Regions from separate parts of the Rattus norvegicus genome. Here region 2 is linked to region 1. A link is a contact called in public Hi-C data. All regions are on one chromosome and are shown on one strand. The core of a region is the stretch at or near the end of the contact, and the rest is flanking DNA. Distances in the headings are between cores, read along the strand shown. Region 1 has its middle 12 kb from the start of Tbx1. Region 2 overlaps Gnb1l (G protein subunit beta 1 like).

What was found. A called contact is a pair of places that touch in the nucleus more often than the background predicts.
Region 2: a contact with region 1 is called in a Hi-C map of hepatocytes, with 1.5 times the contacts expected there. The contact joins two enhancer-like sites. A contact is called at or near these places in 2 of 12 Hi-C or Micro-C datasets (the Rat2 cell line and hepatocytes).

Annotation. Positions count from the first base shown.
Region 1 is chr11:95,901,749-95,908,451 of GRCr8, reverse strand. No RefSeq gene overlaps it. Among named protein-coding and RNA genes, the nearest start is that of Tbx1, 12 kb to the left of the region's middle. Within about 2 kb of position 1,776, at least 5 of the 93 cell types and tissues checked have an H3K27ac peak or open chromatin away from gene starts, as enhancers often do. A contact at or near this core is called in hepatocytes, where this site is marked.
Region 2 is chr11:95,978,081-95,984,794 of GRCr8, reverse strand. The region is part of intron 2 of Gnb1l (G protein subunit beta 1 like); the gene reads left to right. Among named protein-coding and RNA genes, the nearest start is that of Gnb1l, 30 kb to the left of the region's middle. Within about 2 kb of position 1,429, at least 1 of the 93 cell types and tissues checked has an H3K27ac peak or open chromatin away from gene starts, as enhancers often do. A contact at or near this core is called in hepatocytes, where this site is marked.

The DNA.
Region 1 (6,703 bases), core at 527-3,026:
AAATGGGGGAGCCCAGAGCTGTGGTTCCCAGAGCTAACTAAGTAAGGTTCTTCCTGCGTTCACCTGAGTCTGAATTGGCTGAGGTTCCAGGCCTGCTAGGCTGAACCCAGGCTCAGCACCTCAAGTCAGGGCAGTACCAGCCGGTCCTGCCCCTCAACCATTTGCTGAGAATGGCAGGAGCCTGGGCAGTCAGTGAACAGGATCCATGACAGGGACAGCTACTGGTGACTGCCTGGGCTGAGGTATCTTGGTAGGTGCCTGGGGCTTGTATGGTCAGGGGATGGCCTGGCTTCATGTGGAGGTAACTCAAGGCAGCCATCAGGTGGCAGTGGTGTTGGGACCACAGCAGGACAGGGTGTAGTGGCTCTGTGGGAATGTGGGGGTGGGAAAGATGGGTTGGGGGAGGGGCTACAGAGCTGGGGGGGCTGGGGTTAGGGCAGGCTATCAGGAGGGGGCTCTTGCCAGGTGGTCTTAATCTCTTCAGTGAAATAGGAATCCTGGGGCGGGTGGGGGAGACGGGAGCTGAGACAGCTGTGGGACAGGGAACTGGCCTGACAGCCCAGGGGCCCCAGGCCAGAGCCGTCTGTGGTGCCTTCTCCCTAGCCAGTGTAGTACCCTGGATCATCCCTGGGCTAAGTTGCTTCTGCCTTCTTTACCACACATTTTCTCACAAAGATTTTCTCAGCTGGGAGGACCTGTCACACAACCGTGCACAGGGGTCTTCAAGGCAGTCTGGGTCCATTCTGCTTTGGTAGAAGTCACTACCCCATGCGGGTCCCCACTAAACTGTGGAAGCTCTGAGGTGGTGTGGGGTATGTGTGTGAGGCTGACACATGGAGGGGGAGGGGCCTCTGGTCAGGCATGGACCCCCCAAGCTTCAACAGCCAGCCCAACACTGGGGTTAGGATGGAGGGGACAGCCCCACTTAGTTGGTTGTCTTTTTCCCAGGGGATCCTCCCAGAGATGGGGAAACAGAGTCTGAAAGGAGATGAATAAAGCTGGCAGGATGGTAGGGAGGGACGGTCAAGGCAGCATGGAGGCACGATCCTTATACCAGATGTCCTAGGAAGACAGACAGATGGACAGGAGCCTCTATTGGAGCCCTGAAGACGGTCCAGCCCCTCTTTTCATGGTGTCTGCCAGGACCCAGTGACCAGAAGCCACGCCATAATGTGTAGGCGGGCGGGAGTCAGGTTGTCTCATACTGGCCAGGAACAAGCAGGCCCTGAGGCTTTTGGGAGCAACCACAGTGCCCACTAATCCAAAGGCCAGGGGGCGCCTGGAGAAACTGAGGGAGCACTCCTTGCTGCCACAGCAGGGAGCAGTCTAGGCAGGAGCTCCTGGATGACACCATGTGGACTTTCTGTGTTTTCCTTGATCCTGGATCCCATGTAGACTAAACTCCTGGTCCTAAGTCCCCTCTAGGTTCTCTGACCTGTTACCATGGTCAAATGAGCAGGTCTTGGGCTTGTACTCCTGTGGCTGAGGGGCCTTGGCTCTCATGCTCTGCTCCCTGACTTTCAGGACAGCTCTTCCCACACAGCATTTGCTTGTAGTCTTTCACTTTTCCTTCCTGGCTAGCTCAAGGTCCACCAAACACCAAGGCCAGGGACCTGGCTCACATCTGAGGAGTGTAACAAAAGAACTGGGTGTCTTGGTGAGTGGCCCCTGAGGCCTGTTAAGGCAATTCTTATGAGGTGGAGCTGGAACTGTGTGGCCTGTGGATCGGGAAAGTCACCCTTTGCTCAAGTAGAGATAGGACCAGCCCATGGGTCTTCTTGCGCCAGAACCCTCAAACCAGCACAGGAGAGAGAGGCCTCAGTGTAGCTCATGACACTCCCACTGGAGCTGTGCATAGCCAATTGCATGGCCGTCACACCCACCTCGCAGGGCGCTTTTGCAACTGCATACTTACTTTCGAAACATTTGCTCTGGGCAGCTGGAGTTTAATTTTTTTTTTATTTACATTTGGAGCGTTCAAACTGATTTACTGTTTAAGTCGGCAGGTAAGATTGTACGTGTTTCTCATGTGCAATACCAGCTCACCAAGGTGTATATGTGAGCACTGTGGAAACTGTCAGAGGCAGACAGCAAGGGCATGACCTTGAAGAGTTATACGGTGCTTCTAGGACACTTAGACATCTCTCTTTTGGCATTTTTCAAGAATATGACTTGTGAGCTAAAGTACTTGGCTACCCTGAAGGTCTGTCCTTCACCCTCTCTTGTGTGAGTGTAACCACATGTCCTGGTCAGCGTCTCCCCAGCTCTCCCTCAACTCCCCCAGTCCCGACAACCTGCATTCTACTCTTTAGATGATAATCATTTAGACTGTGAGTGAGAACAGGTAGAATCTGTCTTCCTGTGCTGGCTTGTCCCTTGATTTCCTATCATTCTACTCTGGTAAAAGGAGATTGTGTGTGTGTGTGTGTGTGTGTGTGTGTGTGTGTGTGTGTGTGTGTGTGTGTGTGTATGAATGTCAGTGCCAGAGGTCAACCTCAGGCATGCTTCTCAAGAGCCATCTACTTCCCTTTTTGACACAGGGTCTCTCACAGTACCTGGTACTTGCCAATTAGGATATGTTGGCTGGTCACTGAGCTCTAAAGGTTCCGTCTCCATTTCTCCAGCAGCCTTTTTTTGTTTGTTTGTTTGTTTAATTTTGAGTGTTGGGACTGAACTCAGATCTTCACGTTTGCACAGCAAACACTTGACTGATTGAGCTCTCTCTCCAGCCAGCCCAGTGTGTGACGAGACAGTCTCCAGAGGTGCATGCTGTGCTTCAGCTTCCTGTGTAGCTGGCAACGACCATGAGACTAGTGACTGTTTTGTCTCCATATCCAAAGTGCTGGCAAGCACTACCAAGCACAGGCTGGATCTCAGTATTTTTAATGGAGGAGTTGTCTGCCACTGCACTTTCTTTTTCTGCTCCTCATTTGTGGATTCTCAGGTTGTTGCTATGTTCGGGCCATCATGGACAGCACTTTCATAAACACGCACACGCAGACAACACCTTTCATTTCCTTTGGTTGGAGACTGCTGAATTAAATGGGAGTTTAGTTCTTAATTTTTTAAGGAAACTTCAGATTGTTTCCCCTAATGGATAGACTTTTTTTTTCACCCCCAAGACAGTGTTTCTCTGTGTAGCCCTGGCTGTCCTGGAACTCACTCTGCAGATCAGACTGGCCTTGAACTCAGAGATCTGCCTGCCTCTGCCTCCCGAGTGCTGGGATTAAAAGCTCGCACCATCACTCTCTTCGCCCCGTCCACTGCGTGAATGAAGATCATTCTCAGCAATCAGACTGTCGACATTCCAGAAAATGTCAACATCATTCTGAAGGGGCACACAGTCATTGTGAAGGGCCCCAGGGGAACTCTGCAGAGGGACTTCAATCACATCTATGTGGAGCTGAGTCTCCTTGGAAAGAAAAAGGAAAGACAGTGTTAACAAATGGTGGGGCAACAGAAAGGAACTGGCCACCTGCAGTCACGTTCAGAACATGCTCAAGGGTGTGACACTGGGCTTCCGTTACAAGAGGAGGTCTGTGGATGCTCACCTCCCTATCAACGTCGTTATTCAGGGGAATGGGTCTGTGGTTGAAATCCGAAATTTTTTTTGGGTGAAGAATACATCCGCAGGGTTCAGATGAGGACAGGTGCTGCTTGTTCTGTGTCTCAAGCCCAGAAGGATGGATTAATCCTTGAAGGAAATGATATCGAATTTGTTTCAAATTCAGGCTCTGATTCAACAAGCTACAACAGTTAAAAACAAGGCTATCAGGAAGTTTTGGGATGGCATCTGTGTATCTGAGAAGGGGAACCGTGTAGCAGGCTGACCAGTGAGACCTCAGTTTCCCAGCTCCAGAAACAAGATCCTGATCACAAGGACAATTTGGGCTCTTTGGGGACAATAAAAGATTTATATATTGAAAAAAAAAAGCATGCTCCATCGACGCCCAACTAGAACTACTTTTCATTTTGGTCGACAGCATGTAAGGGACACCTTTCTTCATAACCTTTATTCTGGGTGTTTGGTGCTAGAGATACTGGCCATGTATTTGTCTCTTTTGAGAGGTAGTCAACATGTTCGTTGTTTGTTTGAGACAGGATCTCTTGTGTATCAGGCTGGGGTGGAACTTACTATGTAGCTAAGAATGATGATCTGGACCCTCTGATTCCCCTTGTCCCCACCTCCTGTGTGCTGGGTTTTAGGTGTGTCTGCTGTGCCTGCTTCCACTGCAGTCCTTGAAATGGTACCTGGGGCTTCGTGCATGCTAGGGAAATGCCCTACACGTCGAGCCATGCTCCCAGCCCTCTCCTTAGCCTTCTAAGGGGCTCTCAGAGGCTTAGTGGAGGGTTTGGGTGGCTGTTTGGTTTTGCTGTTGAGCTCTTTGGTTTCTGCCCCCTCCATGGAGAAGTATAAGTGCCCTGTGTTTTGCTCTGGCCTCCTCATTTGTACAATGGTCTCTGGCTTGGTGACATCCCCTCTGTCTATTTTTGCTGCCTGTGCTTTTGACAGTAGTTTTTAGTTTGGTGAGACGAGACAGGGTAGACACCTGCAAAGCTATCATAAGACTGTCTTCCTGTCAATCAAAGCAGTTCAGGTCCAAGAGAAGAATGTTCTTAAAGATTTGCACGAAAAGGTATGCTTCCTGAAAGCCCTCCTTCCCTGTGGGCAGTAGGACACAGAGTCATGGGGGGCTAAGGGAACAGGCATCATCCTGACTCCGGCCCTTCTTGGATTTGCATCCTAGCAACAGAACCAGCTAGAGGACACCGGTCCAACTCCGCTCCCAGTGTCAGCATCTGCCCTAGGAGCAGAGACTCATCAATGTCTGCCAAGACACCGCCAACTCTGGGTCTCATTTGTACTGAACATAAACTGTCCTTGGTAGCCCAGAACTGGCAGTGTGTAGTATGATCACATGAAGGGCGATTTTCAACGTTGCAATGGAAGAAAAGAAAGGAAGAAGATAGAACATCCCAGGTTGGACCCAGAAATGGGAGCCTTGTAGCCCTGGCTTCCTAGGGGCCTGAGTTGAGAAGTTCCTCAAGTCCAGAAGCTCAACATCAGATCAAGCGACGCAGTAAGATTTCATCTTAAAATAAAAACAAAAACCCCGAAAATCTCCAATCCCCACATGTGTCAGCGTATGTTGTGCACACACACACACACACACACACACACACACACACACACACACACCAGCCCCAGCCTATTGTTCAACAACCATTTCAAGAACAAACAGGGCTGGAGAGCCGCTCAGCAGTTAGAGACCCTGCAAAGGATCAGAGTTGGGTTCCCAGCGCCAAATCGCACGTCCTAACTGTAATCCAGGTTCCAGAGGATCCAACATCCTTTTCTGGTCTCGTGTGTGTGTGTGTGTGTGTGTGTGTGTGTGTGTGTGTGTGTGTGTGTGTGTGTGTATGTGTGTGTTTTTGTGTGTGTGTATGTGTTGTGTGTGTGTGCGCACGCACAAAAGGTCATACACATCAAATAAAAATAGAAAAGTCTTGAAAAGAACTGAAATGATCATTTTAACCTCAGCACACTACATAACACTTGCTTCATACACCACAGATGTCGGCCCCTGCCAACCGAATCTTCATTTAATACAAATGGTGGTGGGTGAATTAGCAAGTGTGGATGTGGCAGACATTGTTCCAGGGTCCATATGTCCTAGCTTCCTGGATTCCAGATACCACCTTCTTCACTGCATACGTTACCCCTGCTAATGTAGCCTCATGTATCCTTTAAGGCTGGGTGCCTCCCGGTCAGTGCTCAGGCCCTTCTAAAGCTTCTGGTAGGCCCCACCTCTCCAAAACATTTAGTCTTTGTCTCAGTCCCCATCCCCAGAGTAGCTCCCATGCCAGTGTAGACAGCTAGGATCAAGCATCTTGGATTTCAGATACAGAGACACCCCCCTAACTGGTGGCAGCTGACACCTGAGTCCACCCTACCCGGTAGCCAGGAACAGGGGTGAGTGACCTGGCTGAAGACAGCCACCATGGGAAACAAGAGAGCTCGGTGTCACTCATTCCTGTTCTAGAAGGGACAGAACAGGGTAAGACTGTGGGCATCTACATGGAGCTTGGATTAGCCAGGGGTTCTTCCATAGCCCAGCCTGGCCCTTCCCCGGGTGCTCCCACCCCTCCTGCTATCTGCCTGCCCCCCCCTCCTGCTGTCCACCCTGCACCCCAGGCAGAAAATGGCATTTCCTTTGGCCCCGCCCCAGGGAGCGGCACAGATCTGGCAAAACAAACAGGCTGCTCCTCCTGTGACTGCTGACTGCTGATGGATGGCCAAAGCGGCTGGCCGTGCTGATGGACAGACACTCGTCATGTGTGGGCCAGGGCAGGCCATCTCAGACACACAGGAGCAAGCATGAGCTGAGGTGCAGGATCCACTCATTCTGAGACTCTTCCAGGGTGGATAGCCAGGGGGCTCCCTCAGTCTCCATCTCCAATGGGATATAAGAATTCTATTCAAGACCCCTTCTGCAACTGAGGGACAAGTGTGGTCCTTCAAGGCCTAGCTCCCACTATTGCCCCAGGACACTCTTGGCCCTTCGGGCTGAGTTTCCCCCCACAGGCCTTTGCCTGCACTCACAGCTACACATGTGAGCACACACTGCCCGGGCCCCAGTAAAGCCCAAGCAGGCTTCTTAGTGCTGTGATTATGGGGTAGGCTTGGCAACAGGGAGGGAAA
Region 2 (6,714 bases), core at 180-2,679, 77 kb before region 1:
ATCATGTCTATCGTCTGCACAGATGGAGACGTTGGCTTTCCTTTGCTATTTGTATCCCCTTCATTTTCTTCTCTCGTCCTGTTGCTCTAGCTAAGACTTCAAGTACCATATTGAACGGGAATGGAGAGATTGGATGTCTTCACTTTGTCCCTCCATTATACCACGATGTTGGCTTTGTTTATCATGTATATTTATTGTGTTGAGGTATGCTCGCTCCATTCATAGTATCTTCAGTGCTGCGAGTGGATTTTTTATTTTATTTTTTAATGGTTTTCCTAGACAGGGTTTCCCTGTGTAACCCTGACTATCCTGGAACTCACTATGTAGACCAGGCTGGTCCTGAACTCACAGAGATCCACCTGCTTCTGCCTCTTGAGTGCTCGCATTAAAGGAGTGTGCCACTACACCCGGCCAAACAATTTGGTTGTTTTCCTGAGTTTGTTTTCAAGGGACTCACTGAGAATGCCCACATCTGTGTTTATCTGGCAAGTTGTCTGTCGCTTTCTTTGTTTTTGTAGTTGTTGTGTTGCCGTCTCCCTGGCGTCAAAGGCTTGTTGTAAGATGAATTTGAAAGTATTCTTCCTTCACTATTAGGGGATAACTGGAGAAAGATTGGTTTTAGTTGTTTGTTTTTAAATAAAGGTCATGAAAAATTCTGTAGTGAATCCTTTTTTTTTTTTTAAAGATTTATTTATTTATTATATATAAGTACACTGTAGTTGTCTTCAGATGCACCAGAAGAGGGCATCAGATCTCATTACAGATGGTTGTGAGCCACCATGTGGTTGCTGGGATTTGAACTCAGGACCTCTGGAAGAGCAGCCAGTGCTCTTAACCACTGAGCCATCTCTCCAGCCCCATAGTGAATCCTTTTTAGCCTAGACCTTTTTAAGTTGGGAGATTTTTTAAATTAATGTTTCAGTCTTATTGTTTGTTACAGATATTTTTCCATTATTTATCTTTTCTGGGTTTAACTTTGCTCAGAGTGTAGGGAAATGGAAGTTTTAATGTCTGCCCATTATGATTTCCTTGGTTGGCATCAGCTGTGCTGTCTCCCTTTAGTCTCTGCGTTTGTTGGTTTGGGTGAGGCAGGCTCTCCCCTCCCTGTCGTTGATTAGTTTAGCTAAGGGCTTGCTGCTTTCATTCACCTTTTCAAAGCGTTGGCTGATGGATGGACTCTTGGAGTGGGTTTGTCCTTGTCTTCTTTCCTTTCATTTACTTTACCCTGGCTGTGATTATTTCTGTCTCCTGCTTCTGGGTTTGGTTTGTTCTTGTTTTCCGAGGTCCTGAGAGACGCCATTAAGTTATTTATTTGCAGTCTCTGTTTTGTTTTTTGTTTGTTTGTTTTTTAGTGTAGGCACTTACAGTTACAGCATGCTCTGGTAGGACTGTTCTCATGGTTACCTCGTGTTACCTTTTCATTTCCGTTCATTTCAGGACGTGTAAGCTTGCTTCTGATTGCCTCAGTGACCATTGGCCATTCAACAGTGTGTACTTCAGCCTCCAGAGTTTGCTGATTTCCTGTAGTTTCTCTTATTGATTTCTATGTTTATTTCTTTTTTTTTTTTAAGAGCAGTGGCTTTCTTTCTATGTTTATTTCATTGTGGTCAGATATAAGACGTTGTTTCACTTTTCCTGTATTGTTGAGTCTTGATATATTTTAGATGATCTGTTTTAGAGGAAGTCCCATGGGCTGCTGAGAAGAACGTGTACTGAGAACGTAGTGTACAGTGTTTGGATAGACTGTTATGTAGATGTCTGCTTAAGTCTTTTTGAACTTTCTTTCTTTTTCTTTGTTGTTGTTGGGATGAATTATATACTGGTCAGAGTGTACTACTGAAGTTACTGTGCTAAGCTTAATTCATTACCTTACTTTGTTATATTTAGTACTATTTATTGTATAAAATTAGGTTCACCTCTGTTCAATGATTATATGTTTAAAATTATAATGTCCCTTTTTTTCCCCCTTCTGTGACAGGGTCTCTGTGTAGCTCTGGCAGTCCTGGAACTTGATCCATAGACTAGGCTGGCCTTGAACTCACTGAGATTCTCCTGCTTCCACCTCCCTAGTTGTGGGATTAAAGACCTGTGTCAGCACGCCCAGTCTTAGTGTCCTGATGAGTTATTCCCTTCATCACTTGTGAAGTGCCCTTTACCTCTCTTGACTAGGCTTGGAGTTTGTCAGCTAATAGGACAGTGATGCTCACTGACCCCTCAGCAGAGAGGCATCTCCGTGCAGTAGATAATTAACACAGACTCACAACTAGGCAACATGCAGAGGGTAAGAGACTTTGAAGCTCTTAACCTTAAAGGGGATGTCTTTATATGAGCCCTGCCCTCAGAGCTCAGGGATCTGTGCAGAGAAGGAGGTGGAAAGAGGCACAAGTGGAAGTAGACTCCAAGGAAACAGCGTTTTCCAAACACAGCGGGGCTGATGTCTGTTATAAACTTAAAGAAACCGTGACAGCATGTACAAGACCTGCACAGAGCAACTAGAATCCCAGCACCAAGAAGGGAAAGCAGGCACAAGCTCCAGATATAGCCAAGAAGCTGTTTGCAGTTGATACCAGCTGGGGAGGGAAGATGAGTTTTCTTTAGTGGAGTGACACTGGGTATGTCAGCCACACTACAGGGAGGGCTCGTGCTCTAAAATGCTTGGCCAACATAAAGCAGACTCTGTGTGTTTTTGTTGTTTTGTTTGTATGTAATTACTTTTGAATTTTGCTTAAGGTTTTTTGTTTTTGTAAGAGAAAAAGAATATGAAATTCACTGGGTAGTGTTTGCTCTCAAGTTTAATCCTAGCACTTGGGAGGCAGAGACAGGTAGAAGATCTGAGTTCAAGGATAGCCTGGTCTACAGAGCGAGTTCCAACACAGCCTAAACGACACAGAGAGATCTGTCCCCCCCAAAAAAAGAAAGAAAGAAGGAAAGAAAGAAAGGAAAGAAATGAGAAAAGAAAAGAAAAAATAAAAAATGAAAAGGAAAGGAAAAGAAAATGAGAGAGAGAGAGAGAGAGATTGAGATTGAAATTGGGGGAGGGGAAAGATGTGACCAAAATAAATTGTAAAGACTATTTAAAAATAAAATTAAAAGAAAAAGCAGAAAATGAATGAGGACCCTGCTTGTTTCCTAGCTCTGTTGCTTTTCTTTCCATCTTTGTGTGTTCAGGTGCAGCGTTTCTCGGAGACAACAAATGGATGGATCCATTTTGTTTCAATCCAGTTTGTTAGTCTGTGTCTTTTGATTGGGAATCAAGATCATTAATGGTTAGTTATTGAAAGGAGTGTTTAATTCTTGTTCTTTTGTCTGGCTTCGTACTATATGCTGTTTTCCAAAGCCTTGTTTGGTTGCCTTATAGTTGTAACATTGTTACTTTCATTCTGTAGACTCTTGCAGGTGGTCACCATTCTCTTCAATCTCCAGAGTTCCTTACAGCATCCTCTTCAGAGCCGGCTTAATGGTCATAATGCTTTAATACTGCTTTTGTCACGGCAAGTTTTTCTTTCTTAAAATAGTGCATACCTTTAGTCCCAGTACTCAGGAGTCAAAGGCAGGTGGATCTCCCTGAGTTCGAGGCCAGCTTGGTCTACAAAATGAGTTACAGGCCCAGCCAGAGCTTACGTGGTAAAACAAACCAATCCAAAACTCTTTTATTTTAGTTTTGTCCATTGTGACAGACAAGGTTTTAATAGTTACGGTAGTCTGAATTGGCAGCTGTGGTCTTTTAGAATCTGAGCTACATCATTACAAGTCCTTTTGGATTTAAATTTTTATGGAAAAGTCAGCTTTAGCTCTAAAGTTTATATTGACTTCACCCTTCTCTCTTGTAGCTTTGATGCACTTTCTTTGTTTCATATATATCACTGTTTTAACTGTAATATGATTTCTTTTCTGGCCCTATTGGTGTTTTGTAAGTGTACCAGTCTCTTACTGTGTACTTGTATTGCACATCCTTCCTCCATGTTTTTAGTGTGGTCTTCTCTGCTTGTAACACAGAGGATTTGTCTTTTAATGGGGTCTCAAGACTCCACTTGTTAAACTCACACATCTTCATCAAAGCCTTTGTCTTCAAAGTCGCAGCTCCTCCTCCTTGTCTTCATGTCTGACGCTGGTGAGGCTTCTTACTGAGCTTTTATTTGACTTAGTGAAGTTTTTATTTTCCACATTTCAATTTGGTTTTTCTGTAAATCGGGCTCTGAGGAAACTCATGGGCTCAAAGTTGACCAGCTGAATGCTGGGAACTGTGGAAACAAGTTTGCATCAGATCCACTGAGCAAGCCACAAACCTGCTGAGGACCAATGTTTAAGCCATTATCATTGGTAACCATTACTGTTGGAGTGGTAATATTTGAATAGGCCATGCTCTCTTGTTTTTTCATGTTTCTTTTGCTTTTTGCTTTTGGAGTTGCCAGTATGGACTTATTAATTTTTTTAATTTAAGTCAGGTTTCTTCTTTCAGTAAAGCATTTGCAGTATTTGTTAGGACTAGATTAGTAGGGTTAAGGTGCCATCTGTTAACACTGATGTTTTGAACACTGGGCACTATCTGCAGTCCACCCCTGAGAGGAAAATGCTCTATGCAACGACAGTCACTCTCTGAGGGTAGACCCTCTATGAAAACAGTTAAAGCCAGCACCAGGGAGGCAGAGGCAGGGAATGTCTGAGTTCAAGGCTAGCCTGGTCTGCAGAGTGAGTTCCAAGATAGCTAGGACTATGCGGAGCAACCTGTGTCAAAAACAAAATGATTGAAAGTAGGTCCTCTAAAACATTCTTCAACTACTTTGGGGAATGAAGAGATTCTCAAAGTACTTGTGTGTATGAGTAGAACCTAAATGTATGTATTAATGTTACCACATGTGTGCGAGTGGAACCTGTGTATATGTACTAATATGTATGTGCGAAAGACCTGTGTGTACGTACTAATATATCAGTTACCACGTGTGTGTGTGTGTGTGTGTGTGTGTGTGAGTGGAAGCTGTGTGTATATACTAATAGGTCTACACTTCAGAGGCAGAGGCAGTTCCAGGACAGCCAGGGATATGTAGAGAGACCCTGTCCCTGTCTAAGGAAGGAAGGAAGAAGGGAAGGAAGGGAGAAAGGGAGGAAGGAAGGAAGGAAGGAAGGAAGGAAGGAAGGAAGGAAGGGAGAAAGGAGGGAGGTAGGTAGGTAGATAGCAGGTCTCATGATAACTGCTTGGTTGAGGAATGTAGATGAGAATTATGACTAGGAAGAACTGTAGGAAAGGTGTAAGTGTTTGGGGACTGAGAATAAGAGGTAAAGGTACTGACTCTTAGGTAACAGAGCTGCCCTGTGTCAGGAGGCTGAGCCACAGGGACCCTGCAGACCAGTTCCATTTGTGGTTTTTGGAAGACACAGAAGAAAAGGGGAAGAGAAAGCTAAGAAAAAAAAATAAGTCAAATGGGGCATGCACAGCAGGGCCACGTTGCCTCTAACTTGACATCGGATATTATGTAAACAAGGAATAGGTGTCGGGGTAGAGATACAGGATATGGAAACTCACTGTCTGACTGCTGAACTCTTCACTCTCTCTCCATTCCTTCCTCAGCTCCCAGAGCCCCTCCCCCTTGGTGACAGCTGCTCTCTGATGGGAGGGCTGATGGCTACTCCCCTCTCTGTCCTTTGGATGATTGGCGTATGATGCTGCCCCAGTGTGAGTGTTACATTGTAGCAGAGTCTCGGATCCTGGTCACAACTCTGCTGCTCCCTGGGCCTGTAGCACAGTGCAGCCTTTTCTTCTTTAGACTTTGGGTCTGGACGCTACATGGATCTGACTCAAAGCCACTCTCCCACAGTCTGCAGTGCTCAGGATTGTTGGGTTTCAGAGCGAGTGACACTTGGTCCAAGCTTCTTATGTGGGCCACCTCACTTGGGCTACCTTTGAAAGGGCATGTCTCTCCTGCTGGGGCAGTTGCTAGGCCTGAGCACCCAGTGAGGTTGTGAGAGGGTTTTTCTGGTGCCTGTCGCTCCTGGCCTGGGTGTGGCATTTGCTCTAGCGTCTTTGACTCTTCTGGTAGCTGTCAGCCTTCTCAGGCTATTTCCTAGAAATTCTGGTGGACAGTGCCCAAGCGTCACCCGATGCTTTTTTTTTTTTTAATATTTTTTTTTATTAACTTGAGTATTTCTTTTTTTTTTTTTTTTTTTTTTTTTTTTTTGGTTCTTTTTTTTCGGAGCTGGGGACCGAACCCAGGGCCTTGTGCTTCCTAGGTAAGCGCTCTACCACTGAGCTAAATCCCCAGCCCCGAGTATTTCTTATATACATTTCGAGTGTTATTCCCTTTCCCGGTATCCGGGCAAACATCCCCCTCCCCCCTCCCCTTCCTTATGGGTGTTCCCCTCCCAACCCTCCCCCCATTGCCGCCCTCCCCCCACCAGTCTAGTTCACTGGGGGTTCAGTCTTAGAAGGACCCAGGGCTTCCCCTTCCACTGGTGCTCTTACTAGGATATTCATTGCTACCTATGAGGTCAGAGTCCAGGGTCAGTCCATGTATAGTCTTTAGGTAGTGGCTTAGTCCCTGGAAGCTCTGGTTGCTTGGCATTGTTGTACATATGGGGTCTCGAGCCCCTTCAAGCTCTTCCAGTTCTTTCTCTGATTCCTTCAACGGGGGTCCTATTCTCAGTTAAGTGGTATGCTGCTGGTATTCGCCTCTGTATTTGCTGTATTCTGGCTGTGTCTCTCAGGAGCGATCTACATCC